Regions from separate parts of the Mus musculus genome. Here all the other regions are linked to region 1. A link is a contact called in public HiChIP or PLAC-seq and promoter capture Hi-C data. All regions are on one chromosome and are shown on one strand. Each heading gives the region's core, a stretch centred on a gene start, on an enhancer-like site or on the middle of the called end of the contact. The rest is flanking DNA. Distances are from core to core; before and after follow the strand shown. Region 1 holds the start of Ephb3 (Eph receptor B3). Region 2 holds the start of Parl (presenilin associated, rhomboid-like). Region 3 holds the start of Liph (lipase, member H). Region 4 holds the start of Dvl3 (dishevelled segment polarity protein 3). Region 5 holds the start of Vwa5b2 (von Willebrand factor A domain containing 5B2).

Region 1 (4,105 bases), core at 680-3,179:
CACCTACCACTACCTACCGCACCCCACAAAAGGGGCCACGGGACCTGATACACACAGGTGACACACAGTTTAAGTGTATGTTTCAGAGTGCATGCACCAATGTTGCCTCTCCTGCGCTAAGATAGTCCCAGACCTGGGAACTCAATAGGCTCCCTGGCTCACACCCTTCAGGCAATCAACAACAAAGCCCTATGCTGGTTTCTCACGCCTGAGATCCTATCACACACATGTGGGTGAGTGGGTGAGTGTGTGTAAGTGTGGGTGCAACCTCTGTGTGTCTGTCTAAATTTGCATGTGTCCACCCATGTGAATAAATCCCTCAGCACAGTGGCACCAAAATTCCAAAGGCCAGAAGCCTCTCTGAACTGTTTCAGAGATTTTGTTTTTTCTTCCTAACCTTTAAGTTTACACTGTGAATTTATGGAAAGGAAACCAACTGCATAGGGATCGTATTTTGTTCCTCAACTAAAAAAGTGCATCTAACCAATACACCAAAAATTAAGTACTGCCTGCATTGCAATTTTCCCTCAAATTCTTTGCTGCCCTCCCTCAACATTGAGTTTCACCCCTGACTGAATAGGTTTACAATTTTTGTAACACCAGGGGACTGTATGTGCCTCTAGACTGTGTTAGTGACCTGTGCCGGTGTTCCCTGTGGGTTCATGTCAAGTGGCGTAAGTGTGAGCTCTCTTGTCTGGGCCAGCCACACTCGGGCTGTTTGTTTGTCCAAGTTCAATTTCTTCCCAGTAGCAGTCTTAGTAGGTTTCACTGAGCCCACAGACAAGGCTGACCTTTTCCCGCCGCTGATGACTAGTAGCCACTCGGCTCAGGTGCTCCCCGGGTAAATCCCTGTTGGTGAGGGTTCAATGGAAACCTAAGCCCTCCAAAGGTCCTGCTGGAGGTGGGGGTGGGGTGGGTCCGAGAAGGTTTACAACAGACACACACACACCTCTTGTGTTGCTGGCACTTGAAAAACCATAAACAATGACAGGCCCCCCTGCCTCTCCACCCCCGCAGCCATCCCCTGACAAAGCGGGGTGCACACAATCACGCTTACTGTTAACTACAACGGGTTCCCAACCAGTGCAGCCCCCAACCCGAGGAGCTTCGCTTCACCCGCCCAAGCGCCCAGTCCCGCAGCCCCCCCGCCTTGATGCTGAGTCGCCCACATTTCCTCGCCTTCCAGAGGTGCGAACCCCCGAGGGTCTCGTTCCTCTGCTTTGACTGTAGGCTATCCCTTCCAAATGGAAAGAAGAAAAAAAAAAAAACCCGAAAAACAAAAAACAACCCACGGCCGAACTGCTGCTTTCGGGAGTCGGTGCTGAGTCCTGATGCTAGCAGTTTCCCCAAAGAGGGCTGCGGAGCCGGCTCGAGCCTAGAGTCTCCTTGGACGTGTGCTCAGCCCACGGCCCCACACTGCGGGGCTCCCCGGTAGCGCGCGGGACCCCGACGCCGCTCACCTTCCAGCGCCCAGCAGCCGGCGGGAAGCAGCAGCGGCAGCAGCAGCGGAGCGAGCAGCGGCAGAAGCCCCGGCGGCGGGCGGGCTCCGGCCATAGCCCGGGGCGCTCGGTTGGGGGGCCGAGCCGGGCCGCGCCGGCGGGGCTGGGGACGCCCGAGGAAGAAGGCTCGCGCACAGTCCAAGAGATCCCGTCAGGGAGGGGGAGCAAAGCAGACGGGCTGCTCTGTAACCGAGGTGTCGCCCAACCCGGGACTCCGGGTAGATGCCGGCAGGTCGTTCCCGCGGGAATCTGGACGGACCGGTCCAGGAGGATCCGGGGCGCTGGGTGGCTTGATGCCCAATGACTCGGGAAGCGGAGGGCGCAGGTGGTCGCAGGTTCTCGGGGCACAGTCCACTGAGGCCGAGCTCAGATCCCGGGATCCTTGTGCGCTCGCCGTCCGGGGTAGGAGCCGGTATCTGGCTGCGCCGCTCACGTACTCACTTCTGCTGGTCCTCGCGGTGGAGCGGCCGCTCTGGGCGAGAGGGGCAGGGCTACCTGCCTGCCCGTCAACACTCAGGCCACGCCCCCAGAGGCCGGCCGCCCACTCACAGACCGCCCAGCCAGCTGGTTCTGCTGCGAGAGCACTCTGCTGGAGTTCAGTTGGCCGCTCTTCCACCGAGCCCACCCTCGGCGTCCTGGGGCTTGCAGCAGGAGGAGCCATTGAAAAGATGAATTAGACTGGGCGGAGCCACACTGTCAGTCAATCGGGTAACCCCGCCCCTCTCTCCTATTGGCGATTAGTAACCAGCTCCAGTCCTAGACGGTGATAACCAGATAGAACGAGCTGGGGGCGCCCCCCTGTGGTTAGCAGACCCATGGGATTCTGTCAAGAGGCTTTTTTTCTTCCAAGCACATCCAGACCCAGGACAGGCCTTAGCGAGTAGGGAAAGGAATGTGGGGCGTGGGAATTACCCACCCCGGCAGAGCCCGCTTCAAGGGACGCTCAAGGGTTTATTTATTCGTCTATTCGATTGTGATAATTTATTAGAAAATATTTTTTGGGCACCCACAATGTTTCAAAGTGGCTAGAGCAGAGAAGCGTTTATTATCCCGGAGCCATGTGTTAACTGGTGGAGGTGGGTTTAAAACTCACAGCGGGGCTAACAAGCATTCCTGCCGGGAAAGAACCTACCTTTTCGAAGCACAATGTTAGGTCTAAGGAAACGGGATCTAAGTGACAGTATACAAGATGGATGAGTAATAGTGTATTGAGGATGGGAGGCAGTGCTCCGGGCAGAGAACATACACTTTTGTGTTAAGACCTAGAATCGAAGAAAAAAAATGTTCAGAATAAAGTTCAGAATCGCTTGAGTGCAGAGTTAGAGCGGAGAGAGGGTGAACCGGCTGAGGAGAAGTAGATGAGGAGGGGCCCGGAGGATACGATTTTGGACTCACAATGTAGCCTTTCTCTTGAAACAGGGGGACATTACATTATCAGATTGGCATGTCTGTCCTGGGAGGATGACAGGCAGAGACAGTGGTGGAATCCTGGGGGCTAGTGAAGGGGCCATGTAGTGGAAGGGAGGGTGGTGGCTTAGACCATGACTAGAAGGAAGAGCCAACAAGTTAAGTTTGAAGTGTATTTGTGCCTAGGTGAATGAGAGAGGTGCCGGGGTCGGAAACATCAAAGAGAGCCTCTAGGTTACTGTGATGGACTTCTGCCGGTTCACTTTTAGAACATTTACAAGGTGTAATAAACACCCTGAAACAATACCTCACACTTATTCAGGGTAGGTGTTATTATAGCCTCATTTTACAGACAAAACTGAAGAAAGAAAGTAAAAGAAAATACATAGACAAACTGGCGTGTACAAAGGCTTGGCAGCTTGCCCCAAGTTACAGGAGCTGAACCCAGGACAGTGTAGTTACAGACACTCTGCTTTATTAAAGAACTAAGGAGCACCTTAGCATGTGTTCAGAACCTCAAGCTGTCCCTTCCCACCTCACATGCTAGGATTCAGAGTATCTGCAATGTGGAGCTCAGGATTCTGTATTCTAACAAGTAGGTGGTTCTGATGTGTACTGAATTCTAAAGTCGTGACCACCATGCATCCTCTCATGGGCCTAAGGGGTGACCATCACTCCATGGTCCCTCAGAGCCTTCCGTACCTCCCCCCATGGTTTCTGGGCCAAAGAAGGAGAGTTGAGTTAGAGATGGGCTCAGAAACACGATAGACAGACTGACTTGTCCCTCTGATCAGGAAGCACCCTTAAGACTCCAGTTCAGACAAACCAAAGCAGGGTGGGGTAAGGTCATGGGTCCAGAGCCTAAGGGTATTGCTTTGAAAGAGCTTTGTCTCTCTGGGCAAGGCTGAGGTGGGTGTGGATGCATGAAGCTGGGGTGGGGGTTGCCTTATTCAGAGGCTCTGACCTATTGAGTTCTAAAAGCTTACAGAAAGCTCTAGTCCACCGGAGGTATCTTAGAAACCGTCATATCCAGTTCTCAGTTGTGGGACTGGAGATCCCAAGATGGAGAGCAGGGACTGCTTGCCCTATAGCCCTGGAGATCTGGTTGATGTTGACCATTGTGATTTTTAGCAGGTGGCCTGGGGGTAACACATCCCAATTAAAGCCTTGCTTATTGTAAGGCAGATCTGTGAGGCTGG
Region 2 (4,105 bases), core at 1,071-3,570, 900 kb after region 1:
AAGATATTTTTTAAATTATATTTTTTAATTAGTTTCCAAAATAGTGGGTTTCTATAACGTTTTGAGCTGCTATTTTGTGGTGGTTTGTTTGTTTGTTTGTTTATTGTGACAGTCTTATTATATAGACTATCTAGCTTCAAAGTTTCAGAGATCTGTTTGCCTCTATTTCTCAAGTATTGGAATTAAAAACATGCACTACCATGCCTGGTTTGGTGTGTGTGTGTGTGTGTGTGTGTGTGTTCAGGAACCAGAAGAGGGCATGAATCATTTGGAGCTAGAATTTCAGGAAGTTGTGAGTTACCTAACATGAGTGTTGGGAATTAAACTGGGGGCTTCTGGAAATGAAATCTTCTTAATCCACCAGTTGTTCCTCCAGCCTCCATTAGAAACAAAACAAAACAAAACAACCCTTAACTAAGAAAAAAAGCCTTTACTCCCAGCACTTGGGAGGCAGATGCAGGTGGTTCTCTGTGAGATGAAGGCCAGCCTGCTCTATAGAGTGAGTTCTAGGTCAGCCTGGGCTACACAAGCAAAACCTTGTCTCAAGAAACAAACAAACAAACAAACCCCCAAACCTAAAAGAAAAAAAACCACAAAACACTGGTAGCACGTCATGAATGAGAAGAAAAAAAAAAAAAGAAAGCAAGTGGCTGGACTAGGTTGATAGAGAAAAACTAAAGGAGGGAAATTAAATAGGAGGGCAACAGGGACAAGGTGGGTAGTGAAGTCGTGGCTAAAGGTAGAGTGGAGGGAGGGAGGTAAAGCAATGCAGCAAATAGCCTAAAACAAGCCAAATTCTGCAGACTCTGCACAGACCCTGAGAGTCAGGCGGCCAGCCTGTGATGTCTGGGGAGTGAGAAGAGGGGTGGAGATATATATGACGGACACAGGCTGGCCCACACTGGTTCTGGTTTCAGTTGGCTCAGTCCATCCATCTTTATGTTGGCCCATTTGGCCTACACTGACTTTGAAAACATGGACAATAAGAAACAATTGTGTATTTAATCTGTGAATGAAAACATAGAGTCACACAAAGTGGGTATCCCTTAACAACCAAACTCCTCTGCATCCCATATCTAGAAGCTACAAACAATGACTGGGGTCCCTTAAGCATCTCCACTGGTGCTGCTACCCACAGTTATGCAGTGTGTTCTGACTCTTTCTGAATAAGGGTCGCTCCCCATGTTCTTCATTCTCGAAGCCTGGAAACACTCAGCCCAGACCTTTACCACCAGTAACAGAAGAGTTTCTAAGGGACCCCCACCCCCACCCATTCTCCTTTTCCCTCTTGAAATAAATGAGATGACAGAGTAGTCCTGGAGGTGCTTCTGATAGACTCCAATCTAATAATATAAACCAAGGGCCATAAAATTGCAGAGGGAGTTAAAAAGTCTCTTTTACTATAAGTGAGGTTTGTTGTGAGTTCTAGAAAATTGCGGATTTATAGTTAGGAAAGGAAACATGCCATGCTTAGGCATTACACATGATTCCCTGCTACTGTAACATTCTTATTTGAAACATTCCTGTAGAAAGGGAACATTGTTCTCAAAGCAAATGTTAATTGTGCTGGGATACTTGACTCTCAGTTGTCTAGAGATCAACCAGACTCAGGTGTAGGAGACCCTCTCCCTTCCCTTGCTTCTTCAACTGAAACACTTGGGGCTCTGTCTTTGGCTATCAAACTTCAGTAATGGAACCACCCCAGAAATCTCATGCTGGAAGGAAAAAGCCTGAGTTTCTGGGGGCAGCCAGTAACTACAGAAGGATTTGCAACTTGTCAAGGGGGCAGGCTTGGAGAAGGAGGCTGGATCAGGGGTCGGGGGTGACGGGTGAAGGGTGATTGGTGAGGGGACACAATTTCCTTATACTGCACACTTCTTGCCTTCCATTTAAACCTTATCTTTATGTTAGACCTGGAAGATGAACGTGGGGAGTCATTGAATTTCATCCTCTCAGTGTGGTCCCATTTAATAAATCGTTTTCTGCTTTTCACAATCAGACAGATGTCCAAGCCTGGCGAGTTAAGGTTGCCACTGTACAGGGCCATTTCCCTTTTCTGAGACTATAAAGCACAGTGAAACGGTGTCTTGTGGTTAAATGTGATAACCTGAGGGTGTCTGATAACACAGCGTTACTCAAAGCCTCAAGTTTTCCCCAGTCACTCTCACCAGAAACTTCCAAGGTGGCGCTGGTCTGAGAAGAGGAAGACCGGAACTGAACGGCCTCCAGGTGGCGCTCTAGACCACTCCTCCGCGCTGTGTGGCTTTTTTTTTTTTTTTTTTTTCTTCGCCCCGGAAGTGATTTCTAGGCCGGGGTTAGAGAGGTCGGGCCATGGTGGGGCAGAGGTTGGGAAGATGGCGTTGCAAGGTTGGGTACAGCGAGGCTGGCGCTGCGGTCCGGCGTGGGCGCCTCCCTTGGGTGGCGGCTACCGGGAGCTCTCTGCGACCCAGGCCCCGCGGCTGCTTGGACGCAGGTAATGGCCGCCGCTTCCAGCTCCCCCGGCTTCCCATGAGCTGGGGTTGCGCGCATCCTCGGGGGATAGGTAGCCGTGTGGGGCTCCCGCTTTCCATTGTTTACGAGGTCTTTGCTAAAGCTGACTCCTCCCTGCCTAGCTTTTCCTTGGTCCTCCTTTCCCTACTGGCTTCTGGGTGCCGAGCCGCGAGAGGTGTCTGGCCGAGCCCGGCCCGGTTCTCCGGACCCGCGGTCTTTCCTAGTAGTTCCGAGGGATGTGATGGAAAGGGGAACTTCTGAGCGTTAATTGCATGTCCGGCTCATATTCTTGAAAGGGCTGTACTGCTGTAGGAAGCACGTGGCCTTTCCGGCCGGCCGGATCTTACATGAAGTGTAATAGAAGAGAAATTCCATAGCAGTTGAATTAATACTGACGTTGAAACTTAGTCCGAAGATGTCAACTTTGCAACTTCTACCTAATTGATGGTACCATACACACCAAGGGGCCTGAGGTCTTTATAAACGTGTGAGCTAGCCAGAGATGAGATTGAGCCTGGCGAAGGCACCACCTGATCTTAAAATTCACCCGAGGTGGGCACAGGTCTGTAATCTCAACTCTCAGTAGTCTGAATCAGGAGGATGGCGAGTTGGAGCCAAGCTGGGAAAGGCTGAATTATAAATAAATAAACAGCACCTGGACTATATGTAGATTCATTTCCCAGGTGCCACCCAAAATCAGAATCTTGGAAAGTGGCGAAAGCGGAAGAACCTGCTCCTCAAGTGAAGCTTATTAACATCTGTGGAAAAGTTGCATATGGTGTAGCTTACTGGCTAACGTTTAAAATCAGGCATTGCTTTTAAACAGCTTGGTGTGGTCAGACTTGCTTGTAAGCAGGGTTAGGCGTTCAAGGCTAGGCTGGGCAGCAGAAGACTGGAAAAAAGAAAGGAAGAAAAAAGTCTTAAACAGGTGGAACTGGGGAGGTGCCTTGGAGGTAACAAGATTTCTGTGATCCTGTTGATTTGCTGTGATAGTTTCGGGAAAAGGCAGCAAAAGAAGTGGACACTTCATCTCTGAGGAACCTCATTGGTAGGGTGCTTGTCTCTAGTAACACCACAAAACTTGTCAAAAGAGTTTAGCCTACCTATCATGGTGGCTCAGGCTAGTAATCCCGGCACTTGGGAGGTGGATTAGGAGTAGGAGCCAGACTGTCAGGCCACCATGGATTACTTGAGGTCCTGTCTAACCCTCCCCTCAGTACATGTGGTATTAAAATTTATATGGAAACTTGGAAACTGACATTCTTAATCTTGTGGTTATGGGAGAATGCATTAGATGAGAATGTGGGTGAACCTGAAGTGGCTTTGCTCTTGTCTCCACATGTATGAACTTAATAGGGAATGGGAGTTGCTCGCTTTGTAATCACTAGTCTGTTTTGAGCCACTGTGGTTCTAAATTAGCATGAAGAATGAGCCAGGCCTTGTGGCTCTAAAGAGGTCCCAACGTTTGCATTTTATAAACACTTTATGTGGTGATACAAAGGCAAAGGTGATACAAACACAAGGTCCTCAGGCACCTGCCAGCCCACACACGGTTCTCCCTTTACAGGAGTTATAAGATTTTATGATATGGTTAAGTTTAGGTTGCTGCACTCCT
Region 3 (4,105 bases), core at 716-3,215, 790 kb before region 1:
AGCACCTGCTTAGCCCAAGGTCCTGGATCCCATCTCCACCCACTAAACAGATAAGAGTCCTGTGCTGACTCACATCTACACTCCTCTTCTCCCCCACCTTTGGAGGGTTTTGTTTTCCTATTGCACAGTTGGTACTTGTTATTACACTGTCAATATTTCTTACTCCTCTAAAGGAGAAAGAATGGATTCCTCCATTGCTTCTCTGCTGCATTTAATGCTGGAATGAAAACTGAGCACCCAGCCATGAGGTTAGGGGAACTTCTGTGCTCTAACCATTAATAACATCTAGAAGACCACCCTGCAGAGTGACCCTTATTCCTGTAACTGAGGATCGGATAGTTTCGCCCCTAAAGTACATTGGCTAGGTCCAGATAAGCACTTTAGACTGATGGGAACTCAACAAATACTTATCAGGTGGGTACACTGACCCAGCAGGGAGCGGCACATTCCAGGGCAGGTTCATTAAAGAGACAGAACAACTCTCTGTCCTCCAGAGCCCTTGTTTTCAAAGGAGCAAGGCTTAGAGCAAGTGCAAAGCAGAAAAGCGGGTTGAGTTGGGTTTCCTGTTTACAGTTCCTTAATTCATTTCCCGACAGGACAGAAAAGCAAAGCCCACTACAGTTCTCAAAAGGTCTAGGAGGCCCTCATTCCTCAAGTTCCTCCTGAAGCCCCCTTCTCAGGTTTTCTTTGTTTTGTTTTGGTTTGGTTTTTCAAGACACCGGGTTTCTCTCTATAGCCCTGGCTGTCCTGGAACTCACTTTGTAGACCAGGCTGGCCTCCCACCACTGCCCGGCTCCCCTTCTCTGTTCTATAGCAAGTCTTCAGAGGGGTGGGGACAGTGTCAGCTGTGTGACCTGGAAGATAGTACCTGGAGTTAGCAAGAGGCAGGAGCAATTACTTTGGCAGCAGGCATAGTGTTGAAGACTTGAGCTCACATACCTCATTTAGTCTGCATAACCCCGTGAGTCAAGAGATCTTATCTTCATTTCATGATTGAGAAAGTTGAGACACACAGAACATAAATGTTTTATTTATTGAGGCCACATACCTCTGTCAAGAAGCACTTGACACAGGCACCTCGACAATGCTAAATGACTAATGGCTTATGCCTGATGTTTGAGTGAAAATGTGGGGTTTTTTTGTTGTTAGGTTTTGTCCTTACTATTTTTAAGGTTTTCAAATACCCAGAAACTTATGATTAGGGGAATTTTCACTACAAAGAGGGTTACATCACTTTGCAGTGTATCCTGTCATTAGTGACCTGCCTTTCCATCTAGGCTAGGTACACTCTTTACTGCCAAAGTACCCTCACCCACAATAACCTCACAGAGCAGAAGGATTGGTTACTTCTAGTGTAGGCCTTAGAAAGGTTGGAAAGATGTAGATGTGTTCTTCCCCTTTAAGACGACAACTGGATGGGTGAGATTGCACAGCGGGTAAAGGTGCTTGTCCCCAGGCCTGACCCCAAGACTATGCAACGGAAGGACAGGGACTGCAACCCACACTCACCTGCCACACTCAGTAAATAAAATGCAAAAATAAAAACTCAGTTATGAGGGAGACCAGGACTCTGGATGAGAAGTAAGCAAGCTAAGTACAACTCTGAAGCATAGAGAGATTCGTAAATTAGGCTGTATAGCTGAACTCAATGAAATGTTTTTAATAAAAGTCTAAAGACAGCTCTGTGGAGACCTTGGAGTTAACATGAACGTGGCTTTGTATACATAGTGGCGATAGGAGAATACTGACCCGGATTTGTCATCCGGGATTCATTCATAAAGGAAAAGGATTCCAAATGAGGTTGATTTCAACACACCAAGCCAAACAGCTAGGAAACCGCCCACGAAGAAGGAAACCTTTTACTCGGCATCCTTCAAATGCAAATGACACATTAACATATGCACCAATTGTGCAAGCAGAAAGTCCCAGACCTTTTATTGCAAAGAGGAGGAGCCAAAGATCCTGACAGGACTAACAGGGCCACAGAGCCTCCCTCGGGGACTTCCTGTTGTCACGGACTCACTCGCTTCGAGAAAGCCAGACTTCAGGGTGGGACGCGGGAACGCGGGAACGCCAGGCTCTGTGCGGAGTGCGACACGTCCTCGTGTTTGGGGCACATGATCTCTTGAGGTTCCCTATGCTGAGGCTATGTTTTTTCATCAGTTTCATGTGCTTGGTGAAATCAGGTAGGTCATTTAGCCAATGTCTTTAAGAAGTATTAGTGGACGTCAAAGTTCTATGTGAGCATATTTGAGGCCAGGAGCTATGGGTAAAATGAGCTTCCTTATGGTGATTTTTTTTTTTCCCTCTCAACCATAGATCAAACCCTTATCTCTTGAGTTAACTTGAAAAGGCTAAGGGTAGTATTAATTTTTTCTTAGTTAAATTGTGTCTTCTGACCTACATAAAATTAAATAACTTATTTTTTGAAACTGTAAAAATTTATTTTGTGATGTTTACGTAGAGAAGTCTCTCTCTCTCTCTCTCTCTCTCTCTCTCTCTCTCTTTCTCTCTCTCCCTCTTTTTTTGTTTTTTCGAGACAGGGTTTCTCTGTGTAGCCTTGGCTGTCCTGGAACTCACTCTGTAGACCAGGCTGGCCTCGAACTCATTTTCTCTTTTTTTGTTTTATATTTTTTTGCAATGGTAAATTTGTATACTTTCGTGTATTTATTTAGGTGTATTTAAACCACTGTTACAAAAATAATAATTTCATATAAATAAATTCCTTATAATAGTATGTGATATATTTATATCTTAAAAATTATTAATTGCCAGGCCATGGATGTAGTTCAGTCATAGAATATATGCCTAGTATGTATAACATTCTGGGTTCAATTTCTAATACAAGGAAAGATAATAAAATCAAAATGAAAATATGAATCTCCGTGTTGAGATAGCAAACCTGAAGGGAAATGTACTTCTCAGTCCTTCCTGGAACCCACTTCCGTCTCACACAAAGCTTGTGACTGTGAATTCTGACATAAGTTGTATTTGTTTAAGACAGGGTTTCTCTGTGTAGCCCTGGCTGCCCAGAACTTACAGTGTAAACCAGGCCAGTCTTGAACTCACTGGGGTAAAGGTGTTCACCACTACACCCAGCCTTGAAATAACTGTTTAAAGGGCAGGGGGCAGATATCAGACCTGCAGACCACTCATGCTCCACAGCTTCTAAAAATGGCACACGCTGTTTGCTCTACGGAAGTAACCTTAGGTGGAGGCAGCGCAGATGGTGCTAGGTCCTTTTAAACCTATGGCCTTAACACACTACTGAGTTATGTTCCCAACTGCAAGAATAACGCAAACAAACAAACAAACAAACAAACTGGAAACCTTAAATGCAGACTAGATATGGTAGAAATGTCTCTACTCCAGGACTGGGTAAGGTTTCAGATATCAAACTGTTTTCCATTACATTTGTTAACTTATTTCATATGTTTGGGCACACAAGCCACAGGGCACATGTGGAGGTCAGAGTGCAGCATGTAGGAGCTGGTTTTCTACTCCCACTGTGTGGTACTGGCTCCAACTCAGGCTGTCGGGCTGTCAGTTGCCTTGACCCACCGAGCCGTCTTGCTGGTTCCAGTATTAAACTGGTTGTTAAAGAAAGTGATCTTTGGTGCTGAGAAGATGGCTTAGGGGAAAAAGCGCTTGCCGGACAAGTATGAACCCACATAAATGCCTAAGGGGTATGAAGTCCCACACAGGAACTCTGCGGGCAGGGACAGAGGATCCCTAAGCCAGTGGACCAGTGGAATCAGAGAGCTCTAGGCTCCAATGAGAGACCCTGCCTCAGTTCATAAGCTGGGAGGTGATTGAAGAAGACACCTGCCAAACGCTGAGAGCCTCTGCATACATAAGCACAGTCGTACGTGTACACACACACACACACACACACACACACATATGTGAACATGCGTACACACAAACACACACACCACACACACATAGGAGTGCCAGGACGAGGGAAAGGAAAATAACTGTTCAAATAATTCTGAGGCCTTTTCAGAAATGCTCCAACATGTTTTAGAATTAATTCAAAAGGGGCTAGGGAGATGGCGAGTGGGTAAAAGAGATGGCAAGTGGGTAAAAGCGCCAATTGTATAAG
Region 4 (4,105 bases), core at 1,051-3,550, 690 kb after region 1:
ACCATATGATGGGCTTGTAAAATAAAAAATGAAATAAGCTGTCAACGGGATCCTCTGCTATCCTAACTCTGAAAAGGATGGCCTTGCTGGGTCTTTTGCTCACTTATTCTCGTAGATTGGGGGGAATAAGCCAAATAAGAACACCCACTTGATTCTTAGCATTGGTCTCAATTCTGGTAGAACAGCCAACCGATATTTTGCAAAGGGTGCTTCAAGGACCACGGGTAGATACAAAATGGCTTAAAGTGGCATATGATAAATGTTACTTAGTTCAATAGTTGATTTAAAGAAAGATATTCCTGAGCAGTGAGCAGATGCAATGGGGGCCCTCTTATAACTATAGTTAGACCTGCTCCCACGACAACCTTAGGAAAGCAGGAAGCAGCTCACAGTGGTCCCCAGAGGCAAGTCCGGGTAGAGATACAAGACGATTCTAACCCCTCAAGACATCTGGCCTAGCATACCCTGAAATATTATCCCAGTTCCTTCGGATAATAAGAAAGACCCTACTCTTATTCCTCTCATGCCAGGTTGAGACACCTACCTCCTATCCTTAGTTCTTCCAGATATATCATTTTCAGGGTCTTTCAACCAGGTTTGCCTATTCTAGACTAAAGCCAGACAATCATTATCACACAAGAGTCTCATCCCAGGGCAAGAACAGAATCAGTAATAGATCTATTCTCCACTCTCCAACACACACACACACAAACACTTCTAAGAATTCATCGAATGCTGAGTTCCAGGGGTAGAAAATGACAAATAAGTCCGGCAGGAGACAGAAGGTGCTTGCCTCCTGGGGCTGGGAGGGCAGGCCTTGGGAGAGAAGCCAGACTAATGTACACAGGGGGCGGGGGGTTGGGGGTGGTGGTGGGATATCTCCCCTCACCCAGCTCTGGGGCCTCAGCTGCAAGCACAGTGCAGGCCTCAGGCAAGTGCATCAGAGGGACCTTCAGGCCTTGAAGGGCCCAGGGAGGGGTAGGGTGTTTGTGTGTGTGTGTGTTCTCCATAGCCTCTAGGCCGACCGTCCAGTTAATGTAGGCAAGCCTCAGCCCCTTGGAGAGGGGTGTGTGTGTGTGTGTGTGTGTGTGTGTGTGTGTGTGTCTTCCCCCTCCACCCCCCTCTCAGGCCAGCTGCTACAAAACCCTCAGGCTCCAACATTCCAACCTCTCTTAAAGGGGCAGTCCCAGCTTCCAAACTGCCCATCAAAAGCCCTGCAGCAGGGTAGGGAGGGGAAGACAAGAGAGAACATCAATAGGCCCTTCCTAGTCTTCCCATCCAGGCTCTGAAGCCCTATGCAACATCTCTGCTGGGACTACCATCAGGAAAGAAAAGGCCCCAGCACCTGGCTAGTGAGAACTCCTCTGAGTCAGGCAACACCCCATCGGCCCAGGGGAGAGGGGAATCTGCTTGACAAACATCAGGTCCATCATCCAGCCTGGTAGAACAGCCCCCAACGCCTCCTTCTCCAGTTCAAAGTCCCACCAGCTACAGCCCTAGATACAGCACACTCCAAATAAGGCTCTGAGTTGCAGAGCTCAGAAGACCGGGAAGGCAGGCCGGGTGTCAATATACTCCAACTTTATGCTTAAATGGTGGCACCTGGAAGGACTGAGAATTCTGGCTTTGGACTGGAGTGGAAAGGATGTATGTCTCTGGGGGGGGCCGCTGGACCGTGGGGAGGTGAGGGGGCTTGAATGGTAGGAACCGATTGCTTAGGGAGGGACGTCTCGCTGGACCAGGGGGGCAAGGCCTCCAAGAGGTGACTGGGAGTCCCTCAAAGTCAAGTGTGTCCCAAGTCACCGAGTCGCTCCCTTGCTGGAAGCGGGGCTAGAAACCAGTGCAGTCAGGGGAGTCGGAACTGGCTGTGTTGGCCCCTAGCAGCGGAGCGACCCGGGCTCCCGGGAGGCGGGGCGGGGGCCATCCTCACCCAAAATCGTCGTCCATAGACTTGAAGAAGAACTTATAGCTGGGCCGCTGCAGAACGCCCTTAAAGTCCGCCAAGGTGACGCGCTCGGCGGGCAGGGGCAGCTTCACCAGGTACGGCGTCTCCTGGCCGTCCAGGTGGTAGATGATCTTGGTCTCGCCCATGGCTCCGGCCTCGGCCCCGCGGCGCGCGGCCTGCTTGGGCAGCGGGGCCGGGCCTCTCCGGCAGAGCTCGGCGCTCGGCGCGGCCCGCTGCTCAGCCCCACTCAGCCGCCGGCCGGGCCGCCAGCTCCCTTGTTCTCCGGCCGCTCCCGGGTCCCAGCGCCGCCCGCCACCGCTTCCGCTCCCCACTCCCGGCGCTCCGCTGGCGATCGCGACTCTTCCGGTGGCCTGGGCCCTCCCGGCTCTGGGCCGAGCCCAGTGCGGCCCCGCCCCGCCTCCGAGCCGCGCTGGCTGCTTGCGGCCGACTGCCCGCCCACCCACAGGGCGGCGCTGGGTCCCCTGTGCTCCGGGTTCAGGCAGCTGGACCTGGAAGTCTCAGCCCGGTGGGACTGGCGGAACCGTGTGCAGGGTCCCGGGCAGGAGGGGAGGGATGGAAGAGAAGTGTCACCGACTGCAGAAGAGAATGGATTTGAAGACCTAACTGGATCCCTGGATGCCGGGTGGCTTCAACTCGGATTTTTGGATTCTGCTGACAGCACAGTTGCTGCCACCGGACCGTACTGAGTTCCTTGAGGGCTGAGCAAGTTCAAGTTTTTATCCCTATAATCTCAGCGTCTCTATGAACAAGTAGTTTGAGAAATGGACTGAGTGGGTGTGGTAGCGCTTACCTTTAATTCCAGCACTCAGGAGAGAGAGGCAGGTGTCTTTCAGTGAGTTTAAGCCAGCCTGGCCTACAGAGAGCTTCAGGACAGCAGGACTATGGAGGGAACTCCTCTCTTAGAGAGAGGGAGAAATACAGAGAAGAAAAAGAAAGAAAGAAAGAAAGGAAAAGAAGAGGAAAAAAAGGACAAAAGAAAGAGAAAAGAAAAAATTTGAGTTAAGAAAGAATGCAAGCAGCCAGGTGTGGTGGAACATTACTTTAGTCCAAACACTGGATAGGTAGGCAAATCTCTGAGTTGGAGGCCAGCCAGTCTACAGAGCAAGTTCCAGAACAGCCAGGGCTAAACAGAGAAACCCTGTATGATTGGGACAGTAGATGTCAAAACTACCTATAGTCAGTTGGTGGTTCAGCTTCTCAGCTGTAACAATGTATGTCAGGTGTGGCTTTGAAACTCCTGACAATTCTCCTGCCTCAAGCTTCTGAGTTCTCTCTCTGATTACATGCCTGCATTTCAGTCACCTCTTCTGCCCAGAAACCTCTTCACATTACCCAATATGACTTTCATATACCCTCAACATGACACACAAGGCCCTTAATAATCTGACATCTATATACCTCTCTAGACTTTTTCTCATTACATCATAACCAATTTTTTTATTATAAGCAGAAAGCATTCAGTAGCAGTTACATGTTTTCAGTTTATATCCTTCATTTAATCTTTTTCTCCAAATAATGTCTGTGCATAAATAAAATGCATTAAAACTTTTCAAGGTTTGTTTTTACCCCCTGCACAGATTATAGGTATCTGAGATGACCAGGAGAGGGTGTCAGTCTCTTGGAATTAGAGTCACAGGAGCTGGAGAGAGAACTAAGTGGTTAAGACCTCTTCCAGAGGTCCTGAGTTCAATTCCCAGCAACCACATGGTGGCTAACAACCATCTGTAATGGGATCTAATGCCCTCTTCTGGTATGTCTGAAGACAGTGATGTCTGAAGACAGTGACAATATATATCTTAAAAAAAAAAGTTTCGGGAAGCTGTGATCCACCTGCTGAGATGCCAGACACTAAACTCTGTAGGAACAGCAAGCCCTCTTAACTGTTGAGCTGTTTCTCCCGCCCTAATATTAAAAACAGAGTCCAGGATGACCCTGAATTTTCTACTCTCCTGCCTGTACACTCCTGGAGTGGCTGGGGTTACAGGCATGTGATGCCTGGCTTATTTCTTGATTTACACATTCTAGACATTGCCCATTAACTTCCCACTTTTACTTTCTTAAAATATTGAAGCCATGATTGTTAAGTCGAGAGTACTTAACACTGACAGTAAAAGTACTGCTAAGCTTGGTATATTACTT
Region 5 (4,105 bases), core at 593-3,092, 610 kb after region 1:
ATTGAGCTTTAGCTAGGAGTGAGAACCTGGGCTGTTAGACAGGACAGTGGATTTGATTCTGGAGCTAGTCCGTTCATAGGTTCACCGGAACTCATGTGTGTAGTCTAAGAGGCAAGGGACTGAGGAGGAGATAGCCTGCCTCAACCTAAAGAGACTATGGCTACCTGAACAGTAGAGGTCTTTGGTACCCTGTAAGCTACTTTGTGCCTATTGTGTCTGCCTGGCTGCGAAGGACAGACTCAGCCTGGGCCACATTCTTTCAGTACCAGGTTCAGGTTAGATGCCCAGTCCATGACTGCTGGATAAAGGGGTAACCAATGGATGGAAAATAAAATCAGCGTCTGGAAGAAGAAAGGAGGCTGGCGATGTTAGCGGAGGCACGAGGGTGCAAGAACCTGAGCTGGCATTCGAGGGCGCGGGCTCGGGCTCGGGCTCGGAGCTTACCCTGTGCGCAGCGGCGGGGTGTAGAGGTCCCTAGTCCCGGGCCCAGAGCGCGACAGCAGGCGGCCTGTGATCGGCGCCGGCTATGCAACTGGAAGGAGACGCGCCGTCCGGCCGCCTCGGCCTCGAAGCCAGATACCACCTCCGCCTCAGCCAGAGGGTACACGAACACGCCTGCGAGCAGGAACAGGCAGACCTGCTCTCGAACCCCACCTGGCATTTGCTACCTCCCCGCGCCCGCACCAGGTCTCACCTTCCACCGGCTGGGGCTGTGGGTTGTGGTAGGTAAGCCGGGCACGCAGGCTGAGGCAGGGTCCCTTGGCATAGGCCCGGACGCAGGAGTCGGTGAGCGGCAGCGGCGTCCAGCTGGTGGGGCAGTACAGGCCAGGCATGGTGCCCACCCTGCGTGAACAGGGGCTGGATGAGGGGCACCTCGCTCCAGCGTCATGAAAACTAGCTATGCCACCTGACCCTATCGGGTACCTGGGGACCTGGGGATGAAAGCTTGCAGAGGGAGCAAGGCTGAGTCGGGAGACCCCCCCACCCCCACCCCCACCCCCAAGCCGCAGCGTCCAAGCAGACAGGTGGCGGGGCAGATAACAAGAGGGGTGTGTGTGTGTGCAAGGATGGAAAGATGGGCATCCTCGCCCGTTACCTGGGTAGCAGGAGCAGGGAACAGCTCTCCGCAATGGGGGAATGGAGGGTTAATGGTTAACCCTCCAGTCCAGGCGTCCTCCAGTCCCGCTGCGGGTTGCGAGCCGGGGGCTTGGGGGGTGGTGCCCACAGCTGTTCCTGCACCTTCTCGGGGCCTCACCACCGCCCCCGTACCTGCCCCCTGCCTCCTGGCTCTCCACGGTTGCCAGCTGTCGGAAGTGGTGCTTCTGGAGAGATGGAAGATACTCTGGGTGGAAAGCAAAGGTTTAAAGGGCCAGCATTGCCCTAGGCGCCCCTAGCTCACAAGGGTCCCCAGGGACAGGGTGAGGTCGGGAGCTGAAAAGGCTGCAGTCTTTATCTCTCCTTGCCTTTCGTGACTGGAGTACTGAGAGAGGCTGTAGACCGTCTTGAAAGGTTGCAGTAGGAAGAACTAGAAAGGGACGGGAAAATGCGTCTCGGGAAGTCAGATGTGCAGAGGTGTCGCGGCAGCGGGAGTCCATGTCATCTGATCTAGAGCGGCTCTCCCCGCCCAGGCTGGCCTGAGACTAGGTAGCCACAGGGGATGCTACAGGGTGGGTCTTGGGATCGCCCCCTCCCTTTGGGCAGCCCAAGCCTCACCGTCACTTCTTGGTGGAGTTGTGGGGCGTCGCGACCAGACAAGAGTGGGTGATGCTTCCTCTGATGTCCAGACTGCCCCTTGTTCCTGCACCTGCGCGATCCACCTCGGAACTACCACTGAGATCCTGTGAGTCGGGAGAGGGGCGCCAGCCGGGCTGCTGGCTGGTAGTCCCGCCCGGGTTCCAAGAGGCCGCCCCTCCAGCCCGCCTCTGCCCCGCCCGCCACTGCGGAGGGGGCTGCGGCTCAGTTCCTTCGGGCACCGCACCGCCTCCGCGCGTCAGCTCAGGCCGGCAGAGCCAGGCAAGAGACCGCAGTGCAGAGAGCCAGTACCCCAGCCACTGCACGACCCCCACCAACGGCACAGTGAAGCTGAGCGCCCCCTCTCCATCCTTCTGGAGGTAAGGAGTTTCGTGAGCAAAACAGGGCGGCCGAGTCTGCAAACACATCCCCCCCTCTTCCCAACACTGCAGTGGCCCACCCACCACCACCCCGCCCTGGGTGGACTCCCGCTCACTGCAGTGACCCTCCCTCATCACCGCATCGGAAACCATTTAGGCCTCGCCCCCCACAAGAAGCAAATAGGTTATTGCAGAAACCTCCCCTTTCGCGGCATGTGCCTTCGTTTGTGTGCTCACCAAAGCGGTTGCCCTCAATCCAGTCTCCCCATCACTGCAGCGGCGTTCCCACCCGGAAGCACCCTGGGCTCCTTCACTGCAGTGTTGTTATACCCTTCCTTTTCTGGGAGTGGGGAGGATGCGCAGGACGGCTTCCTTGCACGAGGGCCTCCAGAGTAAAGCCTTCTAGCTTTCCCAAGGGTGCGGGGCTGCTCCTGTCACAGCAGTGGTCCCCGCCTCCCATTCGTCAGCCTAGCACCTAAGGTGGGGGCATTCTTGCTCAGAAAAACAGGCTCCTTGAAATTGGCAGGATTTTCGCGTGTTTCTCACTGCAAAACATTAGGAAGATCTGTAAAATCTCCTCTAGGATCTTGAGGGAAGAGTCTGGGAACCCCGGGAAGTGAGCGAAGGTAAGTATATTTGGGGTCACCCTTACAAGCACTCCTAAAGATGCCCTATTCCAATTCTGCAAAAAGAAGTTAAGGAGTGCTGTAGGTGGGAGCAGTCAGAACTGTGAGATTGAGGTAAGAGAGTTTTTGTTTGTTTTACATATAGACACCCAATAACTCACACCATTTGTTAAAATTACTATTTGGAGCCATGCAGTGGTGGTGCAGGAGAACTACACAGAGTTGGAAAAAAGCAAAACAAACAAATACAAACACACACACACACACACACACACACATACACACACACAATTAGGGATGGCTCAGTGGGTAAGGGTAAAAAGCACTTTGCTGACAAACCTGATAACCAGAGTTTAATTCCTGGGATCCACGTGGTGGAAAGAGAGTATTGACTCTCACAGGTACACGTGTGCTTTGCCTACATGAATGCACATAAATGACATGCACACCTGCTGAAAGACACCAGAAGAGGACAGCAGATGCCTTGGAACTGGAATTTGGGTGGTTGTAAGTTACAATGGAGGTGCTGGGAACCCTGGTTCTTTGCAAGAACAAGTGACTTTAATCTCTTAGCCATCTGCCATCTCTCCAATGCCAAACAGATGTTGTTTTTGTTTTTTGTTTTTTGTTTTTTGTTTTTTGTTTTTTTTTTTTGAGACAGGGTTTCTCTGTGTAGCCCTGGCTGAACTGGATCTCACTCTATAGACCAGGCTGGCCTCAAACTCAGAAATCTGCCTGCCTCTGCCTCCCAAGTGCTGGGATTAAAGGCGTGCACCACCACTGCCTGGCTTTAAATTAATTTTAAAGTGTTTTAAATACTATTTGGGGGAGGCAAAGAGAAGGATCATGATTTTGAAATCAATCTGGACTGTTATCTTTTTGTTTTGTTTGTTGTTTTTGTTTGTTTTGTTTTGTTTCATTTGGCTTTTTTCCCCAAGTCAGGGTTTCTCTGTGTAGCCTTGGATGCTCTGGAATTCACTTTGTAGACCAGGCTGTCCTCGAATTCACAGAGATCTGCCTGCCTCTGCCTAAGACCTTACCTTACAAATAAAATAAAATAAAATAAAATAAAATAAAATAAAACCCTAACTTTTCCTTGATTGAACTGCTTTTGTCAACAGTAAGTCTGTGGGCTTGTGAGATCGTGGCTCAGTGAGTAAAGGCATTTGCCACCATGCCCGGATAACCTGAGAACTGTCTCCAGAACCTGCATGGAAGAAGGCTGTGTATGATGGCATTATGTGCCCCTCCCCCACAAATATGCTCCCAAAATAAATACCATGTAACTTTAAAACTTTTAAATTAAAAACCACTTGGTTATGCTTGTCTGAGGGTAGCTTTTGGTTTTCTATTATGCTTAGATATTTA

Evidence for each region. Promoter capture Hi-C pulls out the DNA fragments that hold promoters and counts their contacts. HiChIP or PLAC-seq counts read pairs in DNA pulled down with a chosen protein or histone mark.
Region 2: a contact with region 1 is called in a FOXA1 HiChIP or PLAC-seq map of pancreatic cancer cells. The contact joins the promoter of Parl here to the promoter of Ephb3 in region 1. A contact is called at or near these places in 1 of 39 promoter capture datasets (liver) and 1 of 115 datasets of contacts at active chromatin or transcription factors (pancreatic cancer cells).
Region 3: a FOXA1 HiChIP or PLAC-seq map of pancreatic cancer cells shows a contact between it and region 1. The contact joins the promoter of Liph here to the promoter of Ephb3 in region 1. A contact is called at or near these places in 2 of 115 datasets of contacts at active chromatin or transcription factors (embryonic stem cells and pancreatic cancer cells).
Region 4: an H3K27ac HiChIP or PLAC-seq map of extraembryonic endoderm stem cells shows a contact between it and region 1, with 2.8 times the contacts expected there. The contact joins the promoter of Dvl3 here to the promoter of Ephb3 in region 1. A contact is called at or near these places in 6 of 39 promoter capture datasets (the 3T3-L1 cell line, frontonasal cranial neural crest, hippocampal neurons and 3 more), 1 of 15 datasets of contacts at CTCF or cohesin (embryonic stem cells), 14 of 484 Hi-C or Micro-C datasets (the Ba/F3 cell line, cardiomyocytes, cortical neurons and 5 more), 6 of 115 datasets of contacts at active chromatin or transcription factors (embryonic forebrain, embryonic stem cells, epiblast stem cells and 3 more) and 1 of 9 other capture datasets (embryonic stem cells).
Region 5: a contact with region 1 is called in a promoter capture Hi-C map of neural stem cells. The contact joins the promoter of Vwa5b2 here to the promoter of Ephb3 in region 1.

The regions. Positions count from the first base shown.
Region 1 is chr16:21,202,619-21,206,723 of GRCm38.p6, reverse strand. It overlaps Ephb3 (Eph receptor B3), which reads right to left and starts at 1,929. Exons shown (of 16, transcript NM_010143.1): 1 at 1,461-1,929. The coding sequence starts at 1,554.
Region 2 is chr16:20,300,577-20,304,681 of GRCm38.p6, reverse strand. It overlaps Parl (presenilin associated, rhomboid-like), which reads left to right and starts at 2,320. Exons shown (of 10, transcript NM_001005767.4): 1 at 2,320-2,473. The coding sequence starts at 2,355.
Region 3 is chr16:21,993,402-21,997,506 of GRCm38.p6, reverse strand. Liph (lipase, member H) reads left to right here and starts at 1,965. Exons shown (of 10, transcript NM_001083894.1): 1 at 1,965-2,186. The coding sequence starts at 2,138.
Region 4 is chr16:20,515,181-20,519,285 of GRCm38.p6, reverse strand. It overlaps Dvl3 (dishevelled segment polarity protein 3), which reads right to left and starts at 2,300. Exons shown (of 15, transcript NM_007889.3): 1 at 1,931-2,300. The coding sequence starts at 2,091. It overlaps Gm16618 (predicted gene, 16618), which reads left to right and starts at 1,506. Exons shown (of 3, transcript NR_167658.1): 1 at 1,506-1,647.
Region 5 is chr16:20,587,890-20,591,994 of GRCm38.p6, reverse strand. It overlaps Vwa5b2 (von Willebrand factor A domain containing 5B2), which reads right to left and starts at 1,842. Exons shown (of 20, transcript NM_001384105.1): 1 at 1,097-1,842; 2 at 695-843; 3 at 445-615. The coding sequence starts at 833. Gm35685 (predicted gene, 35685) reads left to right here and starts at 1,393. Exons shown (of 3, transcript NR_168482.1): 1 at 1,393-2,111; 2 at 2,695-2,737; 3 at 3,859-4,034.